6 separate regions of the Mus musculus genome follow, and regions 1, 2, 3, 4 and 5 are each linked to region 6. A link is a contact called in public HiChIP or PLAC-seq and promoter capture Hi-C data. All regions are on one chromosome and are shown on one strand. The core of a region is the stretch at or near the end of the contact, and the rest is flanking DNA. Distances in the headings are between cores, read along the strand shown.

The links. Promoter capture Hi-C pulls out the DNA fragments that hold promoters and counts their contacts. HiChIP or PLAC-seq counts read pairs in DNA pulled down with a chosen protein or histone mark.
Region 1: a contact with region 6 is called in an H3K4me3 HiChIP or PLAC-seq map of forebrain, with 5 times the contacts expected there. The contact joins the enhancer-like site here to the promoter of Miat in region 6. A contact is called at or near these places in 1 of 39 promoter capture datasets (liver), 1 of 15 datasets of contacts at CTCF or cohesin (large pre-B cells), 2 of 484 Hi-C or Micro-C datasets (the CH12 cell line and cerebellum), 6 of 115 datasets of contacts at active chromatin or transcription factors (differentiating embryonic stem cells, embryonic forebrain, embryonic hindbrain and 3 more) and 2 of 9 other capture datasets (embryonic stem cells and pancreatic islet).
Region 2: an H3K27ac HiChIP or PLAC-seq map of VIP interneurons shows a contact between it and region 6, with 6 times the contacts expected there. The contact joins the enhancer-like site here to the promoter of Miat in region 6. A contact is called at or near these places in 4 of 15 datasets of contacts at CTCF or cohesin (the NIH/3T3 cell line, embryonic stem cells and large pre-B cells), 4 of 484 Hi-C or Micro-C datasets (the AML12 cell line, the G1E-ER4 cell line and cerebral cortex), 16 of 115 datasets of contacts at active chromatin or transcription factors (T-cell acute lymphoblastic leukemia, VIP interneurons, bone marrow-derived macrophages and 12 more) and 2 of 9 other capture datasets (embryonic tail and embryonic trunk).
Region 3: a contact with region 6 is called in an H3K27ac HiChIP or PLAC-seq map of embryonic stem cells, with 4 times the contacts expected there. The contact joins the enhancer-like site here to the promoter of Miat in region 6. A contact is called at or near these places in 9 of 115 datasets of contacts at active chromatin or transcription factors (craniofacial prominence, embryonic basal ganglia, embryonic forebrain and 4 more).
Region 4: a promoter capture Hi-C map of hippocampal neurons shows a contact between it and region 6, with 2.5 times the contacts expected there. The contact joins the promoter of C130026L21Rik here to the promoter of Miat in region 6. A contact is called at or near these places in 6 of 39 promoter capture datasets (the 3T3-L1 cell line, the C10 cell line, frontonasal cranial neural crest and 3 more) and 4 of 115 datasets of contacts at active chromatin or transcription factors (differentiating embryonic stem cells, embryonic forebrain, embryonic hindbrain and 1 more).
Region 5: an H3K4me3 HiChIP or PLAC-seq map of embryonic forebrain shows a contact between it and region 6, with 4 times the contacts expected there. The contact joins the enhancer-like site here to the promoter of Miat in region 6. A contact is called at or near these places in 1 of 39 promoter capture datasets (the 3T3-L1 cell line), 1 of 15 datasets of contacts at CTCF or cohesin (large pre-B cells), 1 of 484 Hi-C or Micro-C datasets (forebrain) and 10 of 115 datasets of contacts at active chromatin or transcription factors (SST interneurons, astrocytes, craniofacial prominence and 7 more).

What each region holds. Positions count from the first base shown.
Region 1 is chr5:113,048,496-113,051,979 of GRCm38.p6, forward strand. No RefSeq gene overlaps it. Among named protein-coding and RNA genes, the nearest start is that of Gm22740, 6.1 kb to the left of the region's middle. Within about 2 kb of position 1,571, at least 20 of the 459 cell types and tissues checked have an H3K27ac peak or open chromatin away from gene starts, as enhancers often do. A contact at or near this core is called in forebrain and pancreatic islet, where this site is marked.
Region 2 is chr5:111,394,876-111,398,676 of GRCm38.p6, forward strand. No RefSeq gene overlaps it. Among named protein-coding and RNA genes, the nearest start is that of Mn1, 21 kb to the right of the region's middle. Within about 2 kb of position 2,001, at least 19 of the 459 cell types and tissues checked have an H3K27ac peak or open chromatin away from gene starts, as enhancers often do. A contact at or near this core is called in VIP interneurons, where this site is marked.
Region 3 is chr5:111,437,432-111,440,903 of GRCm38.p6, forward strand. All of the region lies in intron 2 of Mn1 (meningioma 1), which reads left to right. Among named protein-coding and RNA genes, the nearest start is that of Mn1, 22 kb to the left of the region's middle. Within about 2 kb of position 1,515, at least 12 of the 459 cell types and tissues checked have an H3K27ac peak or open chromatin away from gene starts, as enhancers often do. A contact at or near this core is called in embryonic stem cells, where this site is marked.
Region 4 is chr5:111,579,780-111,583,370 of GRCm38.p6, forward strand. C130026L21Rik (RIKEN cDNA C130026L21 gene) reads left to right here and starts at 1,782. Exons shown (of 4, transcript NR_015546.2): 1 at 1,782-2,091; 2 at 2,400-2,517; 3 at 2,642-2,731.
Region 5 is chr5:111,367,330-111,370,885 of GRCm38.p6, forward strand. All of the region lies in intron 7 of Pitpnb (phosphatidylinositol transfer protein, beta), which reads left to right. Among named protein-coding and RNA genes, the nearest start is that of Gm36027, 13 kb to the left of the region's middle. Within about 2 kb of position 1,427, at least 33 of the 459 cell types and tissues checked have an H3K27ac peak or open chromatin away from gene starts, as enhancers often do. A contact at or near this core is called in SST interneurons, embryonic basal ganglia, embryonic forebrain and 1 more, where this site is marked.
Region 6 is chr5:112,227,565-112,231,186 of GRCm38.p6, forward strand. It overlaps Miat (myocardial infarction associated transcript (non-protein coding)), which reads right to left and starts at 1,384. Exons shown (of 7, transcript NR_033657.1): 1 at 1,045-1,384; 2 at 737-792; 3 at 491-650.

The DNA.
Region 1 (3,484 bases), core at 321-2,820, 820 kb after region 6:
GTGTTTCCATAGAAGTTCACTACACACACACACACTCTGCACAGTCATCTCAGAGGACTTATAGTGCAACCCTAGCTGGATGCTGTGGTCCTTCTTATCTACCTGATCCAGTGAACAACTTCAGGGTAAACCTGTCCAAAATGTTTGTATTCACTATCTTTCTGTTGCTGTGGTAAGATACCATGACCATGGCACTTAGAGACAAAAAGTTTCTCTGGACTTATGATTGCAGAGGGATGAGACCATCTTAGCAGGGAAACATGGCAGCAAACAGCAGAGCAGGCAGCCAAGAACTCACATGCTTAACTCCAACCAGAAAACAAGGAGAGGCAACGAGAAGTAGAGCAAGGTCTTTTAAACTCTTAAAGCCAATCCACAGTGACATACTTCCCCCCAAAGCCCACCCCCTCCCAATGACGTACCCCCCCCACCAAAGCCCACCTCCCAATGAAGCTCTTCTTCCAAAGCCCAGGCCCCAGTGATTTACCTCCTCCAACGCCTAAGTCCCCTTACCCAGTGATGTACTTCACTATCAAGGCCAGGCCACCCAAAGCTCGAGGAACAGTGCTAACTGGGAACCAGCTCTTCAAATGGCCAGGATTGGGGGCGGAGTGGGGGTGCATTTCATTCAAGCCACCTCAATGTTCAGTATGGATGTGACACTTTCCAGGTGGTTTTGACCCAACTGTAGCTGATTAAGAGGGTATGGGGTCTTAGATACAGGACGCCCCATGGGCTCTGATGATATCTGTGCTCCACTGGAGCTGAGAAACTGGGCTTCTCCCTCAGGAGAGGTGTCCTGGCTCCAAATGTCATCATATGTGCTTGACTCTTTTACAACAACACATTTCTTAAATAAAGACTCGAGATCATAGGGATGATCTTCCATAGCTTAGCCATCTATGGTTCCATCAATAGGGGCCACAGAGCCACCAGGCTGAGGCTCAGAGGCTCCTGGGCTGAAGTGAATATAGTTCAAAGACTATGCAGACCCTACCCAGATGCTCTTCTCCCCAGGTGGTCCCCATTCCAGGTGGTTCCCCACCCCAGGTACTCCCTATTCCCAGATGCTCCCACCATAGGTACTTCCTTCCACCCAAAAGTGCTCCCCATTTTAAAGTTCCTACTTGGAGTGCTCCCCACTGTAAAGTTCCCTACCTGGAGTGCTCCCCGATGAGATGGCCTCACCTCAAGTACTCCCTACCTTAGGTGCTCCCCAACCCTATGTGATCCCTGGACCCTGGGATATTGAGGTACCCGCTTGCTTTGTCATCCCCAGAACCCGTACCCCCAAGGACACTGTCCCCTTTTGTGTATTTTGAAATGTGCTTCTCTACTCCCAGCACAGTCTGTAGCAGTAAACAGCATTGGGGTGGGAATTCCTCAAAAGAATTGCAAACCACAGACTCAGTCAGGTGCTCCAACTCCCTCAGTGGGTCAGGTGATGGGGTCCAGGGGGTTGTTTCCTCTCCCTCCTTCCCCATCTTTTATTCCAAGCTTGTTTTGATCCTGTGGTTGCTAAGATACCAGCACTTGGTGGCAGTTTCTGAGAGGCCATGTGGTCCAGTTTGTATGTGCTCCACTCCCTGCAAAAACACAGTAGGGGGCCAAGCTTGGGGTTCAGGCCAGGGCACAGTGGGGACTATGGAATGAGACTGGCAGGTCCCTGAGTGCTGTGATGCTGAGCCCACCAGCAGAGTCTACCCAGTCAGAGTCTACAAGTCTCCCAGCCCTTCTGAGCCTGTCTCCTTCCTCCAAGACACCCACAACACATGCCCAAGGAGTGCAATCTCAAAGAAAGCTGTGTGGATTGGAACATCATATAGTTTCCCATACATCACATCTGAGCCTGGTTTTGTGTGACAGTTACACACACACACACACACACACACACACACATTTCTCTGAACCAGCAAAACTGGTTACAACAGAACACAGTATCTGTGGGAACTCTGTAAACAAAATATCTCAAGCAGAAAGCAGAATAATACACTCTGACTCATCAGCGCATGTAAAAGAGAGGACCACAGAGCATCCTCACATAGGAAGCTCTCTCACCTCCCACACAAGCCCTCAGAGGTCTCACCCTGCACCCTAGTGTCCCAGACACAGGGTGAAGTCTGTTCACATTTCTCACACAGTGGAGGCCAGCCTCGACATCCCATAGCATCCACATGCACTGTCCTCAAGGCCGTGGCACCAGGGGACACCTCACTCTGAATTTGTCCAGAGCTCACCAGTGCATTCCCTGGAAAAGGTGGACGTCTCCGTCCCCCTGGCACCTTCCCAGAGCTGTGTGTGTGTGTGTGTGTGTGTGTGTGTGTGTGTGTGTGTGTGTGTTGCTTTTCTTCTCTGTTGTTTTCTAACAACTTCCTGTATAAATCAAGGCTGAACTCCAGTTCTTTTCATTAAAAACAACCGATGCTGTGGAAACAGTTGAGAGGCCAAATGGGCTGTCCGTGCTACTTCACAGATGCTCCCTGGCTGACAAAGATGCCTGCTCTTCCTCCACAGCCCAGTTCCCACAGTACCCGGTCCATGGCCAAAAGTCTGTGGAGAGAGTCCAAATGAGTAGATGAAAACACAGAAGTAAGTTAGGGGTTAGATGCAGGTGTGGAAGCACATGTGTGTGTGAACAGCCACTTGAGGATGGTGTGTGTGTGTGTGTGTGTGTGTGTGTGTGTGTATACAGCCACATATGAATGGTGTGTGCACATGAATAGCCATATGTAAATGGATGTACATGTGAGCAGCTACATGTGGATGGTGTGTGTGTGTGTTTGTGAGTGTGTATATGTGTGTGAGGAGCCACATGTACATGGTGTGTGCATGTGAGCAGCCATATGTGGATGGTGTGTGTGTGTGTGTGTGTGTGCATGTGTGTGTGCAGCCACATGTGGATGGTGTGTGTGTGTGTGTGTGTATGTGTGTGTGCATGTGTGTGTGCAGCCACATGTGGATGGTGTGTGTGTGTGTGTGTGTGTGTGTGTGCATGTGTGTGTGCAGCCACGTGTGGATGGGTGTGTGCATGTGAACAACCATATGTGGATGTGTGTGTGTGTGTGTGTGTGTGTGTGTGTATGTGTGTGTGTGTGTGTGTATGAGCACCCATGTACCCATGTGTGGACGGGTATGTGTGTGAACAGCCATGTGTGAATGGTGTGTGAAAGAGCTCTACAGAGTTCCTTCTCTTTTTCTCTTTTTACTCTCTCCTTTTGTTTACTCTTTGGGGACTAAACAAACTGGGAACTGGGTCTGGCATCTGCCTTCACTGAGACTTCACTTCAGTAAGGAGAAGGACACGGTCCAAGGAATTAGCCAAAAAGCTACAAAACCACCTGTGTAGGTTTAGAAAGATGGCCCAATGGTTAAGGGCACCAGCTGCTCCTGTAGAGGACCTGGTGTCTGGTCCCAGTACCCACATGGTAGCTTACAACTATCTATAACTCCAGGTCCGGGGAGCGGGGGACGGGGACTGATGCTC
Region 2 (3,801 bases), core at 751-3,250, 830 kb before region 6:
AAATACCCTGCAGCTCCCAGAAGCTAAAGCTCAGCTGTGCCCAGCTGGGGGCTGCTGGGAAACTTGGCCCCTGAAATACCAACAAGTCTGCTGTCCCCACTCAGATGAGCTGATCAACACTTTTTAATTGTTACTGATCATGCTCACCTGCTATGCTGAAGGATGCAGAGGCAGATCTTGGGGTAGGGGGGAATTGCTTTCACTCTGGGGAATATCGACTGCCTCTGTGTGTATGCTCCGTCCTGTCCTAGACTCCTCCTGGGTCTCAGCATGTGGTGCAGGGAAGCCTGAAGCCCTGCATCTCACCACCTGGGAGTACTGACTCTTCAGGGCTCCCTGTACCAGATGGGTCCAGCAACCCAGTTTACCCAGGGCTGCTCTGGCTGAGCCCCTATCTCCTCTGTACCATTCAGAGCTGGGCAAACTGAGACAGTTGCCTACCCTATGGCCCTGTCTACTCTAGATCTGCAGAGAGAACCTCTGGAGCTCACTCTGAAAGTCCTACATTGTGGTGTGTTCTGTGGTGACTCTGACAGGGCCCATGAATTTGGCAACCACAGTAGTGAGTCTCAAGTGACTCCATGGCCTGACATCTCGTGTGCCTTTGGGTTTAGAGGGAAGACTTGATGAGAAATTAGATCAAAGAGAGTCTACACATGGGAATTAGACTTAAAAGGAGCTAGTAAGAACCAAGTGTATTGGCGCACACCTTTAATCCCTGAACCCAGGGTAGAAGCAGGCAGATCTCCGAGGCCGGCTTTAGTTATGTAGTGAGTTCCAGGCCAGCCAGATCAACATAGGGAGGCCCTTTCTCAAATAACCAAAAGAAGTGGAGTGTGTGTGTGTGTGTGTGTGTTTAAAAAAAAAAAAAAAAAAAAAAAAAAAACAAGACCCTGAAAGTTTCCAGATGGAACACAGTGCAATAAGGCAGGCAGATCTCAGAGGCTCCTCAGCAACTGAGGCTGTGGGCAAGAAAGCAAGAGGCCGGCCCCCCCACCCATCACACTCAAAGCCGCATGCCATCTCCAGTGGCTCGGGGCTGCCTGTACGGTGCAGATGGAAAGACTTTTAAGTGGGCCCCTGAAATGCATTGTTGGCAAGAGAACGGCAGCCAATCAGGAGCTGCCAAAAGGAGCCTAGGGTCCATCCAGCAGGACCAAAGCCTCTGGCTGGAGCCCATTGGCTTCAGTGGCAGGCAGCGCGTGTTTGTTCAGGTGGGCTAACTAAAGCCCCAGGCGCAGGCTGCGGTAGAGGGAGGTAAGGGTGCAGCCAAGTTGGACGCTGGCTCCATCCAGCTCCCTGGCTGGGGCAGTCACACCTTTTGCACCGGTGTTGGATGCTGTGGTCTCCACCCTCAGAAAACTCTGAGGACCTGCCCTTTCTCACTGCCTGACTAGGGCTCCTCCCTCCCCCTCAGAGGAGCTTCCTGATTCTAAAGTAGACAGGTCACATGCCTGTGCTCAATGCTGTCCCACAAAACAGGGCCATGCGCAGATTCCTTGGTCCCTCTGCTCATAATGTCTTGTTCTATTCCAGCTACACTGCCTCCTCCTGGCTAGTTTGTGACCTGCCATTCAGGTCCCTTCTGCAGTGGCTGATCCTGTCCCCTAGAATAATCACCACACTCCAAGGCTCCTCCACTGACTTACTAGGTCCAACGGGCCCTCTTCGTGTCTCCTGAACCACCTTTTGGGCCCTCTTGCAACTTGTCATAGTTTTTTCTCAGCACTTACTACAGGGTGGGTAGACAGAGCAGAAGAGGGAGTCGTTTCCCACCAGACCTGAAGTCCCAGGAGATCCCTGGCCTCTGTGGTTAAGTGTGGGTTGAATAGGCACTGTCTTCTGTCTTAGGATGGGCTGGTATCTCTCAAGAAGACGCACAGTAGTGCAGAGATTGCATACAACCAAACAGGGCTGTCCAAATGTAATAATGGCCATCCGTGTTGGTCTGCCCAGAGCAGCCATTCTGGATCATTCTGTGTAATTGGAGCACAATTAAGCATCTGGCAGTGTTTCCCTGGGCTGAGATCTGATTCTGAGCTTACTCAACACGGGCTCTGGTTTCTCTTTTGCTAGAACAACAAATCTGGATTCCCCCGAAGACAGACCCTGTGGTCTGGACTGCAGGGTAGTACTGGAGAGTGAGGCTCTCACACTGAAGAAATTCAATCTCCAGACAGTGGGCTGCATATTCAGGGACAAGTTCTTGGACTCTGCATAACATAAACGATGATTTCCACTCTGAGATGAGGAAGAGCACACACCGCGCTGAGCTGGAGCAGGAGGCTGTCCAGCCTGGGCTGCTGGAGGGACCAAGTCAGCGCAACGCCAGATGGAACCATCCGAGGTGTGCTTCACCACCATCTCCTCCCAGCCAGCACCCACTGGCCTCATGTGTCCTTCCAGAAGCGCCAGCCTCTGCGTAGAGCTTCCCCCCATGGCTGTGATCGCTGCCATCTTAAGAGCAAGTGAGCAGTCAGCTGCCTGCAAGAGTGAAGCTCAGAAATGAGAAGGTGGTGGTGGTGGTGAGCTGCAGGAGGCAACGCCATTCATGTTCTTGAGAGCCATATACCAAGGGAGTGGTGCCTGTCACCAGGGACTATGAGTGTGCAGAGAGGATGGCTTGGAAGGGTGAGACCGACCATGGGGGTGTGGCAGGGGAGAGAATAAGCTAGGGTAGAGAGCCGGCAAGTGAGGAGGACTCTGACCCACCCATAGACATATGTCCAAGAGGAAATAAGGTCAGGTATGGTCCCTGGTGATAAAAACAGTGAAGGTCCTGTGAGCCTTAGCCTGCCTTCCAATGGACCCTAAAAACTATACAGCAGAGGGTAACCAGATGGCTCCAGAGGACCCAAGTTCCAAAGGACCTGTGTTCAGTTCTCACACCAGGCAGCTCATATCTGCCTGAAACTCCAGATGGCTTCCAAGAGCACCCACATATAGTTACACAGACAGATGTATAAATTGAAAAAAAAAAATATATATATAGTCAGATCCTCAGGACTTCTGCACTTGTCAAAACATATCGGCATAGACAGTGTCCTGAACTGGGAGTACCTGGGACCAGAAGTGCTTCTGGTTTGAGATCTTTCCGTGACGGTGTGTTTACTCAGCCAACATCTTCAGTTTGGACATCTCGAGTCCAAAATGCTAGGAACCCAGAGCTCTTTTTACCCAGAGCAATGTTGTTTGTGTCTCCTAGATACCTAAGTATTTGCAGAGTTTGGATCAACGTGTTCAGAAAGCGGGTTTCAAATTAAAGGTCCTTGGCCAAGAGAAGAGGAAAACTCCATTCTAGCGTATTCTCCCCTCCCCTGAGATCCTAGAGCATCCTCTAGTTTGTGTGGAGCTCCGTGTACTGGGTTTTTTCTGTTCTCATTCTGGCATCCCTTCCTGAGGCCCTTTCCATCCACGGGCAGCCCCTCTGCGTCTTTCCTGATCCCTCTGCCAGCGCTGCACGAGAGGGAGATGTTGAGTAAGGTAGTTCTCTAAGAGGCTTAAGAATCATTGCTGTCTCTACCAAAGCAGGTCGTCCGGGCAGGAAGAAGGGACAGTGTAGGCGCCCAGGGGGCCCCAAAGAAGTGCTTTGCAGCAGGGACTCCACAAACAGCTTGAAACCCACAGGTTTGTATGCAGAGGGAGGTTTGAAAGAGCCTAGAAAAGCCTGGAGGGCAGCATTCCATAGCAGAGGGGATGCCCGCCTGTCTGTAGCCCTGTAGGATCCAGTCAAGAAGACCAGGGGAGGAAGGCTCCAGCTGGGAGTCCACAGGCTGAGACAATTAGGGGATAATTGGGGCT
Region 3 (3,472 bases), core at 265-2,764, 790 kb before region 6:
CCTTGCTGCTTGTCACCCACCCCAGTCACCAGGACGTGATGGGAGAGGCACCGTGTAGGTCTTCCCTCTTCTGAGACATAGCCCAGGCTTGCCTCAAACTCACACTCTCAAGGCTGGGGCTGAGCTGACCAGGGATGGATGCTCTCCCTTCTTTAGAAGCCACACCAGCATGTTCTTTCACCCTCCCCCTGTCCCCATGAATATGTACTCCAGACAGCCAGGCTTGTGTCATTTTGACTGCCAGGGTGGCTTGGAGAGATCAAGGCTATTGAGGAGCCTGGAGCCGTGCAGTGTCAAGAAAGAACAGCCCGAGCACAGTGATGCACAACCCAGGGACTGAGGTTCCCCCACACCTTCCTCTAGGCCAGCTGTTCTCAACCTGTGGGTTGAGAGCCCTTCGGGGGACCAAGTGACCTTTTTCCACAGGGGTCACATATCAGATATCCTGCCTCTCAGATATTTACGTTACGATTCATAACAGTAGCAAACTCACAGTTATGAAGTAGCAAGGGAAATAATTTTATGGCTGGGGGTGACCCCAACACGAGGAACCGTGTTAAAAGGTCACAACATTGCTTTAGGCACTGTCCCCTGCCTGCCCTGGTCCTGCTAGGTAGCCTCCCACCTTGTTAGGCTTCCCCGTGCATTCTCTTGGTTTTTATTATCATTTAACAGGGTCGGGTTAGAAATCTATGTGACCAGGCTTGCCTGGCTGCATTTGAAGACAAGCAAGTACCCACAGTTTTTAATCGGGGAGGGGGTCCTGGCAGAAATCACATTAAATATATCATCATCTCTATCTCCAAATAAAGGTGGCCTCAACTGACCTGAGCACCCCCCAGCATGGGGCAGCTCATGTTCAACCTCAGAGTAGCCACCACCCCTGCCCGGTAATTGGCCCAAAGCATGCCAGCCCCAGCTGATCCTGGGGATGCCTGAGCCCAGATCTGTCTTGGGTTTGCTTGGGTGGAGCTCTCCAGGAGGAAAGCTAGAGCTGGTCTGTCTTCATTCTGTGTGCCTCTTCCCTTCTCCAGAAGGTCCTGTCTCCTTTGTGATGCTTTCTCTTCACTTTCAAATGGACCGCTAGCACCCCTGGGGTGGAGCTGAGGGGTAGGGGTGGGGGTAAGCCTTGGCTGCTCTGGGTGTGCTGGAAGAGAGCTCAGCCCTGCCCCTGCCAGGGACTCTGGGATGCGGGATCCCCTCCCACCCTCCTTATCCTTGGACACTGAGCCAAACCTGAATTGTGGAAATGGCGGTTTGCCTTAGTGGAAGGTTTTCCCTTCCTGCAGGCACTGATGGTGGCCACCACTCAGACATGATTTTGTAGCACAGGCTAGGCCTCATTCACTGTTTCAAACTGGCAGGCTGGCCAGGCTCAGGTGACGGAGGTCAGTCCTCTCTGCAGGCTATCCCAGTAGGGAAACTGAGGTCTGGCAGGCAGTACTGGGCTCAGCCTCCCAGCATCAGATAGGTAGGTTGGGTGGAGTTGGGTGCGGCTTCCCCAGGTCTCAGTCCTCAAATCTCTCTGCACGCTCTGCCCACACACCATGCCCGCAAACAAGCCCACCCAGCAGGCCCCTCCCCACAGCAACACCCCGCTCATAGCCACGCCCACACACTAATACCTCACATGCCTCGCCTCCCCCCCCACGCCCTGCCACTCACACCACCAAATTCCATAAGAGGGACCTAGCTATTCTGTAGTCACCTAGTGGGGCTGTGAGCACACAGTGGGGGGCTGCAGGCATATAGTTACTATCAGTGTCCTCATAACCGAGACCCATTTTACAGACAAACAGACTGACCTAGGCTAGCCTAGGGTAACACAAAGCTCTGGCCTGCAGAGGTCACCAAATCAGAGGTGGGTGGGGTTTCCGGATGGAGAGCTGCCAGGGCGACTGGTCTGTCTGTAATTATGGGTGCGTGCTGTCTCCAGACCTCAGTTTCCCCATCTGAGCACTGGGAAGATGGTAGTGTCAGGTCTTAGGGGAAGAAGGACCTGGTAGGGTTATCCATCCTGGGCTACGGGTAGTTGCTACCGTACACGCTTAGCCTCAGTTTCCCCATTCATTCAAGGCCTGCACTGAGGCATAGGAAGAGCCAGAATGGTGTCTGGGAGCCTGGGTTCGAATCCTATGGAGCCCCATGTAAACCACTTTTTCCCCACTGAGCTGGGTAAAGCATGGCATGAACAAGGCTAGCCTGAGCTCTTCCAGGACACAATCCATAGCCCAGTGCAGCCTGGGAAGATTTGCATTGGCAGAATCAGACCCCAGCCTCCCACCCCCAATGTGGTTTCCGGTCCCTCCCACGTGGTTTCTGGTCCTCCACCCACTGCTGGACATGGTTTCCTGTCCCTTCTCCCTCCCTCTTCAGTTGCTCAGCGATTCCCTGGGATGAGTGTCCCTGGCCTCGGGAAGCAGCCCTGGGACCAAGGTTTCCAAGGGTTCCCTTTTCCTTCTGCTTCTCTATGGAGCTCTGGCAGGGCCGGAAGGGGTCTGCAGCTTGGGCAGGGCAGCCTGTTTGGGGTCTCGTTTGTTTGGGCTCCACCGTTGTGTGAGGCCTCTTGGGGCAGGCTGGGAAAGCCAGACCTTCCTCGGTCTCATGATTTCTAGTCCGGCCCTGAACTGGGCCCAGAGTAGTTGGGAAGCCCTAGCCTACGAGCTACAGGCCTGGTGACAATGATGATGATAGTGATGATGGTGATGAGGGTGAGAGCTAGCGAGATATCTGCTATTATTATTTCTGACATCACCATAAACATTACTATCATCATCATCACAGTCACCGTCATCATCATCGCCACCGTCTCCACCGCCATCACCACCCTTCAGCCCCTGCATCTCCAAGATTCCACTGAGTGATTTTACCACCCAGGGCTTTCACTGGGGAGGGGGCTGTGAGGTTCATTGTTTTCAGAGGGATAACCTGGACTGACTTTAGGCCAATATGTAGCCCAGGCTGGTCTTCCTCCTCCTGCCTCAGCCGTGGTTCAGCATGTGATGTGCACACTTCCTGTGAGCCTACTTTGGCTTTGTGGCTTGTGGTTCTGGGGATCGGTGAGGTCACACATTCAGCACCGAGTATTAACTGAGATGGACTGTCATGGTGGCCGGTACCCATGTGGGGCTGAACCCTGAGCCAGGTCCAGTGACTCCAAAGATGTCCTTTGACCCTAAGGGTGTCCTGTGACCCTGATACTCCACCATGGGGTGGAGACTTCTTGTCAGGAGAGACACTTGTCACAAGCTAGCCCTCGGCTGACTGGTTTATAGCAGTTTATCCCGGCCTCATGGCTGTGGCTTCCATGGGACAGCCTGGCCTAGCCTGGTCGGTTGTAAAGGACTGACTGGGTGGAGTCTCGTTTCTAAATCTCATTTAATTTAGAGAAGCCAGGGACGATGGTGTACGTTCGGGGATGAGAGGTGGGTAACATCGGGACACCCCGACTCTGGCCTCTAGACAGTTTGCT
Region 4 (3,591 bases), core at 532-3,031, 650 kb before region 6:
CTTCCTTTCTTTCCCCTCCTTCCCCTCTCCTCTCAATCCCATCTCCCTCCTCCCTCCCCTCCTTCTCCCCCTCCTCTCGTTCCTACCCTAATTCTTCCCCCTTCTCTTCCCCCGCTTCCCCCTCCTCTCCCTCCTCCCCCTTCTCTTCCCCCTCTTCCTCCTCCTCCCCCTTCTCTTCCCCCTCTTTCCCCTCTTCTCCCTCCTATCCCAATTCTTCCCCTCCTCTTCCCCCTCCTCCCCCTCTTCCCCTCCTCCCTCCTCTTCTCCCTCCTCCCCTTCCTCCTCCCTCTCCTCTTTCCTCTCTGATTCCTCCCTTCTTCTCCTTGTTGCATCCATTCCTCTCTTGCCACTCTCCTCTAGGCCTCCCTCCTGAAGACCCCCTGCCTCACCTGTGTGTCCCGTGAGTCTGCTTTCAGACAGTGTTCTCTGTCTCCCGCAGTGTCCTTGAGCTGCAATAACCCATCTAGGCAGAGTACCCTCAACCCTAAAGGAAGAGCACCGCCCACGCAAAGTGCAGGGCAGCGCAGGGGTGTGGGCACCACGCTGCTGAGGCTTACACTGTACTTTGGTTTAGTTCTAACAGAGACTTTTCCCTGTGCACCATCCTTCCTGCTGTTACATACATGCACACACTTTAAACATTTGCGTACATGTATGTATGTATGTATGTATGTATGTATGTATATGAGTGTGATGTGTGTGTTCACGTGTGTAAGTGTGCTGTGGCATAGGTGTGGAGATCAGTGGACAACCTCAGGTCTCAATCCTCACCCTCAACCTTATTTTAACAGGTCCTCTTATGTGCTGTGTGTACTCTAGCTAGCTGGCCATAGAACTTCCAGGGACCCTCCTGTCTCTGCCTCCCATCACTGGGCAAGATCCCTGGGCTGGCAAATCCTTGTTCTTGCGTTGGGTCCTGCCTGGGTTCTGGGCATCCATTCTGCCTTCTCATGCTTGCAAGAAAAAAAAAAATCTATGTGACCACTGAGCTCTCCAGCCCCATTCCACTGACAAACGGCAGCTGTAACTTGTCAGATGTCAATCATAGGGAGGCTCTGGGCGATGGAACCCAGGGTTTTATGAGTGTCACATGGTGCTCTGCCACCAGGCTAGCCCAGCCCAGTGTGTTTTCACACACAGGTGGTCCTCCATAGTCCTGTCAGTCTGAGAGGAGCATCTTTTCAGCCTCTAACCACTTCCCTGCTGCCGAGAGGTCCCGGCCCAACAGTGGTCTGGACCACACATAGCTGTGGCCTAAGAACTGAACCAGGAGGAGCTCATTTTGCGACCTGTGCCTCAGTTTCCTGATCTGACAGTGAAGCTCCCGTGTCTCCCTTAGGCAGCAGCTGCAGAGTAACCCCGCATGTGGGTTGCAGCGGCTGCTTAGCCAAGAAGGTGCCGCCAGCATCAGGCTGCAAAGTTCCCGTGAACCCAGGGCTGTGGTGCAACTGTCAGCTAGGCCCAAGCCCCCAGCCCCGGAGACCCCGGAGCCAGGCTGCATCTCGGGGAAATGAGGCCCGGTGGCCCCTGACCCCAGCCTGCAAGAGGCTAACCCCCTCCCTGGCCCCTCGGCTGTGAGGCTGCCCGCCCGGACCATTCATGGGTTTGTATTATAAGATGACTGCCGTCGCCATGGCAACATGAAAGGAGCCGATCTCATTACTGAGGCCCGGACACATTATTTTCTCCAAGGAATTTCTTCTTTTCATTATTTCCCTCCAAAGGTCAGCTGTCCTCTCAGGCGGGGCGGGGGCTGCGGGGGTGTCCACGAAAGGTGAGCCGATTCGGGGCCCAATTCCCCGGGTGGAATTTACAAGCGTTTTGCCTTCTCCTCCTGATCTAACACCAGCTTAGAGAATTTCTTCAAACCAGCCTTTCTCTTTAACCCCTGCGGCTCCGGCAGACAGCAGCCCAGCCATCCTTGCTAAGTTCCTGAGATTCCCTCCAGGGTCTGGGCTTTTCTCCAGCACGTGGCTCCCTGCTACCATCCGAGAAGTCCCTGATGCTGAGGTCTCTGCTGACTTGCCCCGAAGGATTGCCGACACACGGACATTTATGTCTTCCCCACAGGGAAAAACACCCCATTAGAAGGTAACACTAATGCGGGGGCGGGGGTGGTGGTGGCGGGGAGTCCATATCCTCGCTTGGAATGCAGAGTGTGCTGCAATTCAGAGACTGATAGACCTGCTAACATCCCTATCAGGCTGTGTGCCCTTGGGCAAGTAGCTCCCTGTTTCTGGGCACACTTTGCTCATCTGTGAAGCAACTCTATGTTGGTGTGTACCCAGGGAATGAGCAGAAATCATGAGCAGAGTCTGGCTGGCACCCAGGAACAGTAAATACCAAGGATTGATGATCGTATTTTGGTGTGTTTCTATCCATTTCTCTCTGTGTGTCAGCTGTCTGTAACTGTGAAACAAACAGCCCCGAGACTTGAGACTCGTTACCGGGAAGCAGCGATAACTCGGTATTAGCTCGTGCAGTTTCTGTGGGTGGAGGCCTCTGCATCCGTCTCTGGTGGGTCCTGAAGTGGCTGCAGCTACCCAGAAGAGGGAGGCAGAGGCTGGGATGGTTCTTCTGATATCTGGCCTCACAAGTCAACCGTATCTTGTGTCTATCTGCCTTACTCTGTGTCCAATAGGCAGAAATTTGGTTCCCCCATAGGATCTTCAGGGAGCTGCAGTGACACCAGAGGAGGGCTACTGGAAATGGCACCAGGACATCATATTCGGTAAGACAGGATCAGGGTGGACACCCATTCTACAGAGGGAAAACTGAGGCTCTGGACAAAAAACAGTGGCTTGCCCCACTGGCTTCCCACAGGCTCTAGATTCTTCCTTCTGTCTCAGTTTCTCATGGGGCCAGTCATTCAGCTCACCAGATTCTCTATCTGGGACACTGGAGGATTGTCTGCCCCTGTGTGGTGGGTACTCAGAGCTGGGGGAGCTCCCAGCCTCTCCATGGGAATTCTGGCACGTGCAGCGAAGATGATGATGTGTAGCTGTGATGTTGATGATGTGTGTTTGTTGACAGTTGGACGATTGTCTACCTCACAAGACAATAAATGGCTGCCAGAGGCAGAAACGTCAAAGTCAGTCATACAGATCTCTCTCTCTCTCTCAAAAAACAAAACAAAACAAAAACCAAAAAACTAACTCATGCTCTTGCATCTCCTACCTCCTGTGAATGATGCTTGGACTGAGTTTACAGGTTTCTGGCGGTGACTCAGCAGCCCATGAGGAACAGGGTCACCATGACTTAGCAGGGCTTAAAGGATGGGGTCAGCTCAGATTCTTTGGAACTGCCAAGGAAGGTGGTGGAGGAGAGAGATTGATTGATTGATTTTGAGTCTTGGAGGAAAGGCTGAGCTTATCCCCACCTCAAGGACCAAGAGCAAGCTTGGTCTGTGGGCATACATATGGACGGCTTGTTGGCAGCTTGCTCCTTGGCTCAGTTGGACTGCTGGTTCCTGACTAACAAAAAGAGACTGGGTTTTGGGCTCAGAGACTGCTGGGATAGCACATGAGAATGCAGATGTTCTGGAGGGCCTTAAAGGTTCCAGCTCATTAGGTTGGTGCCTAAGGATCAGCA
Region 5 (3,556 bases), core at 177-2,676, 860 kb before region 6:
GCTATTATACCATATAGCAGAGCTACTTCCCTGCTACAGTAACATTCAATGCAGACACTTTTCAGCCAGCTGGCCTGCTTTGTCAGCTCCAGGCAGGCAGTTAGCACTGGGGTCAGAGACTTTTCATTTTCTGTTTTCTAAGGACTGGAGTATTTAAAGGGGTCAAGGAGTGCTGAGAGGTTGGGTGCTCGATTTGCCTTCAGTTTTTATTTAGCCTTTCCCCAAGCTTTGCTAAGCTGAACAGTAGTGCCCATGCATTTCAAACTTTGTGATTATCTCTGAGCTCTTTGAATAGACACCTAATTAATCGTTATATGCTAAAGTAGAACATTTGTAGCAGGCTGCAGGACCCTAGCATTCACTTTGTAAAATTCCCCTGGGCATCCTGTTACACTGGCTGGGCCCTGGTCTGCCTGAGCAGGTGTCCTAAGAGTTGCTAAGGCTGGTGTTTGCGTCGCTGTTCCTTGCTGCTTACCCTCACCTGTGCTAGCTGACCCAGGCTCACTCTGAGCCGTCTCTGGTGTCTGAGGCTCACCTTGACTTTTCACCAGCTGTCAAGCTCACCACCCACTCCCTTCCCCATTCAGAATCAGGAGTTCAGTCTGCGCTCAAGAACATATTTAGGTTGGCTCAGCACAGGTTTTATGCTTGCATTTTGGGGAACAGCCACTATGCTAAAAGATTCATAAAAATAATATTCTTTGTCTTCAAAATTAATCTGGTTTCTGTTGAGGGTCTCTGTTGAGGGTGGCAGTAAGTAACAGATGTGTACCCATGAGGTAGCGCAGCTTTCCTGAACCAGGGCTGAACAGTTCCTTATATGGATTTAATGACTGCATTCTGGGACTCCGGAGGCATGGAGGCACTAATCCACTGATTTACCGTATCATACTTTAGTTTGTTCTCTGAGGGGTCTTGGCTTCCATTCGCCTTCGTTTTTACTTAAATGAGAGTGTCAGTGACACAGCGTTGGTTAGCACTAATCCAGACGAGTCTTATGCTGATTCTGCTGTGCTTTTGTGTCGTTGGGACTATTGTTGGAGGAACAAGTAGTGTCTCGGAAGGTGCGCCTAGCTAGATAATGATGCTTTTTACCGGGCCCTTATCCTGACCAGGCTCTGGGCATTGTATAGGTAATGAAAATTAGATCACAAAAATATGTTAAGCACAATGCACCTCAGTAATAAGATTTTTCTCCATTTAAACATGATTTTAAACCCCCCCCCTTTTTTTTATTAAAGTGCGTTTCCTTGGCCTAGTGAATTTGCTTTCTTTCTTCCCAAGGATTATACAGAAAGTGCATAGCAGATTCAGCCTTCAGAATACCCAGGAGCTGGAGACTGAAGTAGACTGCAGCTGTCTTCACCCACAGTATTCTAAAAGAACTAATGAGATGAGAAGTCTGCAGCTGGTGGCAAGCACAATAAACCATGAGCCAGGGGCTTCTCTCCGTCAGAGCCTCCCTTCCCCCTGGGATCCCACAGGAGACAGAGTACTAACAAAGCCAGCAGGCTGTCTCATTCCACACTATTGCTCATTTGCAGCTGTAATTGGTAGCTGAGGTCGCATTCTGTATGCTGAAACTGTCATACATGAAGGAATAGATTTGTCCGTTGTGATACGGATATAAATCGACCAGTTTTCAAATCCAGAGACCAAATCAGGCACCCAACAATAAAACTGCAGCAAGAAGATACTGTTTAAAAAATTAATCATAGAAATACAAAACTTGAGGATGTGAAAACTACATCCACTTCCTACCTTTTCATATTATGCTACTTAATTCAACTGATTAAACATTTACAGATTCAAACTAGCAAACGCAAAGTGTCTTGGTTTTGACAAGGTGCATTATTCTCACCTGTCAGGCTACAGTGCTGTTGTCAATAATTGGGTCATGTTACACTCTCAGTATAATGCCTTTAATGTTGGCTGCAAAGAGGGGAAGGTTTCATTCTACGTATCTGTCTCAGAAAGACCCACTTGGACACCCCTGGTGCTGAGACTGACATCTTGGTTTTTCAAATGTTCACCCCCCAGATTGCGGACACCTTTGGTTGCCCTGTATGGTATAGCCATGTGAGCCAAGGCAAAGATCAAAGAGTTCATTAAGAGCTCTTCCAGAGGACCGGGGTTCAATTCCCATCCACCATGCAGTGACTTGCAACCTTCTGTAACTCCAGTTTCGGGGACCTAAAGCCTCCAAGGGCATTGCACATACGTGGAGTGCACAGATACACATACAGGCAAAACACCCACACACATAAAATGAACAAGTATTTTTAGAGTCTGGTTGAAGTCCAGGTGTAGGAAGCCATGTCTGTTCCTCACGGGGTGGTACTCTTCATGGTATGTTTTAGAAAAGCAGCCTGTGGCTGGAATTGATGGCAAAGGTTCACAGGTGTGCTTTATGGAATAGTGTGTCGGATCTATAGTGATATTTTCACAAGGTTTTCAGTTCCTTTGGTTTCTGAATCTACTGCAGATGGGTTCTGTAGGTGTGTGGTGTGGCGGCCTGGCCCTTCTGACCTCCTTTAGCTTCACCTTCACTGGTCTCCTGGGGCCAACCTGACCAGAATTTAAGCTGAGTCCTCCCTTCTTACAAGTTGACTTGTCCTAGTGTCTGAACTGTCTTTATTTAGTGCCATTGGTTTTATTTATTCAACGCTAGAGGTAATCATGTACACTTTATTGTGGATTCACATAGAGTTTTTCTATGGAGGTGAGTAGGTTTGCACAGTCCCTACCCTCACCCCCCAGTTTTTCATCCTCAGTTCTAAAGTCCGGTTTCCCTCTTTCCTTTCACATTTTAATGCGTCCAAAATCAAGGTTTGTCTCCCAGATGTGACATGCATTAGCCTTCTGTGTCTTCTTAGTGACACATAGAATAGTAGTCTAGCCTTTACTTGTCGGCTGCTCATGGTCAGAATGTGTGGTATTTACTATGCAGTCCCTACAGCTGAGGAAAAACATGGCTGCTATGACCACAGCCACGTTGTACCCAGTCCATAAGAGAAAAGGGGTGTGGCTTCTCACTCAGAGAATAAGAGGGCAGATCATGGCCAGCCTTCTAGGTAGTAGATGGATGATTAGAAGTTAACTGTTAAAATATCCTAAACATGGTATGCCTTTCTCTCTACTTTTAAATATGAAGACTGATGCACTTGTCTCTTGTAAGGGATCAGTTCTGGGCTGACACTGCTTGGTTTTGATTCTGACTGAACTTTCTTTCTTCTCTTTTGGTAGTTGATACATTCTTGGGGATTTTGTTTTGTTTTGTCTTGTCTTGTCTGCCTCTTTCAGCTTGACTGACCTTAGGGACCAGCCCTGTGCTCTAGCCCTCATCATCGTGTGGTAGCTGTTCCACGGGAACTCTGATGGAGTGAGATGGTACTGGAAGAGATGATTGTTTAATATAACGACACTTTTTCAATGTGGGGGAACATAGACCCTTCTCTGGCTTTAATGTTGAACCTCTGCCTGGAAGAGAATGGTTCAGAGGCTTATAGGCTTGTTTTTGCTAGCATGGCTTACTTGTGCTTGTGAGTGTAAGTCT
Region 6 (3,622 bases), core at 134-2,633:
GCTGGCGCCGAGAAAAACAAACCGGCTTCCAGCTTCCAGCAAGTTCTCTCTCTGCCCTCGATCCCTTAGCCCCTCCCTGCAGCAGGTGGGGGCGTTTTCCTGGCGCGACTCCTCTCCGCAGTGGGGTGTGAGCGCCAGCGATCCCCGACGCCTGGAGGCCTGTGCTCGGGAGACTGGGACGAGAGTGGGGAGGCAGGGGTCCCCGGAATCCCTCTGTCCAAGAAATAATCTCGTTCGCGTCCTAGATGAAAGAGGTCTAGACCTTTCCCTCTCAAACCCCCAGCTTCTGCAGAGAGTAGTGTCTCAGAGCCCAGGAGGGTTGAGAAACCGAGCTAGTGAGTTCTAGGGTCACCCCCACACCGTTTTAGAGATGCCATGTGGGCTTCAGAGTCCGTCGTGTCAAACTCAAAAATCTTTGGCTGAGTGACCTTGGACAGGCCGCTAAACCTCTCTGGACCTCCTTTTTCTCGTCTTTAAAATGGGTTCTTACCACCTCGCAGGACTGTTGTGCCAAAGCAGTGACTCCCCAAGGATATGCAAACAGCATCCAGAGCGACGTCGCGATGAGAGTGCAGAGATGCCCTGGGTTTGAGGCTGCGCTGGACGCCCCAGGTCTGGGATAAGGCCCATAAGTGGAGGAATGGTAAGGGCTGGGCGTGTGGAGGAAGGGAGTCAGAGAAACCACCCGCTACCCCACCCTCCATGCCTGGGCGCAGTCCCTATCCCAGAGAGTTACCTGCTAACCTTGTGGGTTGGTGTTGTACCGGAGTCCCCACGCCCATGTGCATCTAGCTGTGGGGGAAGGGAAGGGTCTTTGTTCCCCCTCAGACCGTGACTACCAGACCCTGAGCATCCTCTGTGTTTCCATCCCCATGGTCCATCCACTGGACCCTCACATCTGGTCATTGCGGGTTTGGAGCCCCGTCACCCACTCAGCGCGGGCCACCATTGCCCTGGGACTGTGGGACACCCCACCCCCACCCCGTTGCCCTCCCGAGGATCAGGTGCGCACGGCGGGGAGTGAGAATGGCGACCCCGGCTTACCTCGGCTCCTCCTCGCTCCTGCGGCTGGAGTGCAAAGGGCTCTTTGTGCCCAGCTCTTAACAGAACTGGGGGAGTCCTCCCAAGCGCCTCCCCTCGCAAACTCCTCCCCGCTCTGGTCCGCAGCCTCCCTCCCTACGGCCCCCCAGCGCAACCGGCGTCGTCTTCGCGTTTACTGCAGCGCCCATGAAATTTTAATGCAGGAGCGGCTGGCGGGCGGAGTTGCCGCACCCGGCCTCGGGCGTGGGGGTGGGGTGGGGCACACGAACAAGCACCCATCTTGCGGACCAGGACTCAAGCAAAGAGATGTGGGGTGCACATCTCTCCCGCGCCTCACAAAGGGGCTACTGCGAGCCTCAGCCTCAGCATCCCCCCCCTGCGGCGCTGCCATAGCAACGCTGGCCAGTGGAGAGGCGCGCGACGGTCGGAGGCGCGATCGCGGACCTGGCGCCTAAGCGAGAAGCACTGCCTAGAATCCCAGAAGAGGACCCGGTATCCGTGCTTGGCTCTCAGGGCCGGGGCGTGGTTGCCGAGGAACTCTGTTAGGAAGAGTCCTGGTCAGGGCGGCGGCAAGATTCGAACCCAAGTCTGTGGCAGAGGTCTCTAATTTTGGCATCTGCTCTGCCTGCACTCCTTGGCACCATCACGAGCTTTACAGGGATGCTAAAGAGTCGCTAAAAACCTTGGTTCTGTGATGCTCCAGACCAGCGCCATCCACACCTTTGAGACCATGATGTAATTGTCATCTTCTAAGCCCCAATATAGTGCCGCTGGATCAAAACTTGTGAAATGGGACCACCAGTGCCTCTTCCAGTTGAGGAACCCCTGTGCTAGAACATTCCACCTACTAGTCCTCAGCTTAAATTTCAGCTCGGATCACGCCCTTGACCAGATGTGGCCGTATGGGCATGGGTGTTTCCCCAAACTGGTTCTCTATTCTCTTCCAGTCAGCGGGTTAAGTAGGGGAGAGGCACCCAGCATAAGATGGCCCTTGGGCCCCAAGCTGTTCTCTTCAATAAGCTAGCTCACCTTTTGGGATTTTGTTTGTTTTGTTTTGTTTGTTTGTTAAACTTTTTTTTTTCTTTTTTCCCCCTTCCCTTTCTCCCTCTTGCTCTGGCTCGGCTCCTTCCGGCCCCTGCTCTTTCCAGCCCATAGGTTTTTTTTTTTTTTTATTTGTTTCTCATTACAGATGGTTGTGAGCCACCATGTGGTCGCTGGGATTTGAACTCAGGACCTCTGGAAGACCAGTCAGTGCTCTTAACCACTGAGCCATCTCACAAACCCACCTTTCATTTCTTTTTTTTTTTAAATAAATTAAAACACTTATTTAGTATGATTGGGTGGGCACGCCGTCCACAGTGGGCCTCAGAGGACAACAGAATGGGCTCTCTCACCTCCCACCATGTAAATCCAGGGGGTGGAACTCAGTTGAGGTCAAGCTTGCCAGCATGAGATCTCCCTGGCATGCCCTCACTGCTCACATACAGAGGTGGGGAGGAGGAGGAGGGGGGAGAGGAGGGGACGGGGAGGGCTGCACACAGCCTCCGTGAGGGACCCATGTGAGATTTGAACTCATGCTTCCAGGTTCTGTCATCTTCACATCCTTCTCTCGATGATTCACATGTCCAATGTGCCAGCTGGAGGCCAACAACACAGGATAACTGGGAGCACCAACACTGCCTCGGATACTTCCCTGTCAGGGATGCTCCTCTCACACAGGCTGGTTAGAAAGCCAAGTGCTTGGTCCCGATTCCTAGAACAGAGCAGCTGACCTTGGCTTCCCCTCCTGACCTGCCCAAGATACAAGCCAAAAGGTCACAGAGCTCGGCAGTGAACTGGGACGGAGCACATTGGTGGCCTCGTTCTTCTCTGAGAATTCCAAACCATTCATATCAGCTACTCATCTCCTTGCTATAATGGAAGACCGGACAAGACCAACTTAAGAAAGGAAGGGTTTATTTGGGTGGTCTGAGAGTGCAGTCCAGCATGGTAGAAAAGGTATGGCTACAGAAATATGGGGTAGTTTGTCACTCTGCATCTGCAGTCAGGCACTCAGGGCTCAACTCACTTTCCTCTTTTTAGTCAGTCCCAGTACCCAGCCCACAGGATGGAGCTGCCCACATACAGGGTGGGTCTTCCCTCCTCAGTTGAACCTTTCTGGAAACATCGTCACAGGCACATCCAGAGGTGTGTCTCCCAGGTGACTCCAAATCCAAACAAGCTGACCCTGACCATGAAGATGAGCTATCAGCCATCTTTCTCCTACCATGTTCTTGAATCCTCTACCAGTACAGTTTTCAAAATCTCTCTAGGGAAAAGACTGAAGGCAGGTGCCTTACTTCTGCACCCATCTTAGTTCTTTCAAATATCAGCAGTGTCTGGAAACATGAGTAGGGTGGAGAACAACAGTGCACACCATTATGGGAGGCTGTGGGCTCCATGTGGCATAGATTGCTCAGCACTGATAGACTCTAAGTGAGATGGAAACGGAATGATGTAAGAATGATGTAAGAAAGGGGTGGATCCAATGTCCAGATGATGTAAGAAGAGGCAGGCCCAATGTCCAGATGACATAAGAAGG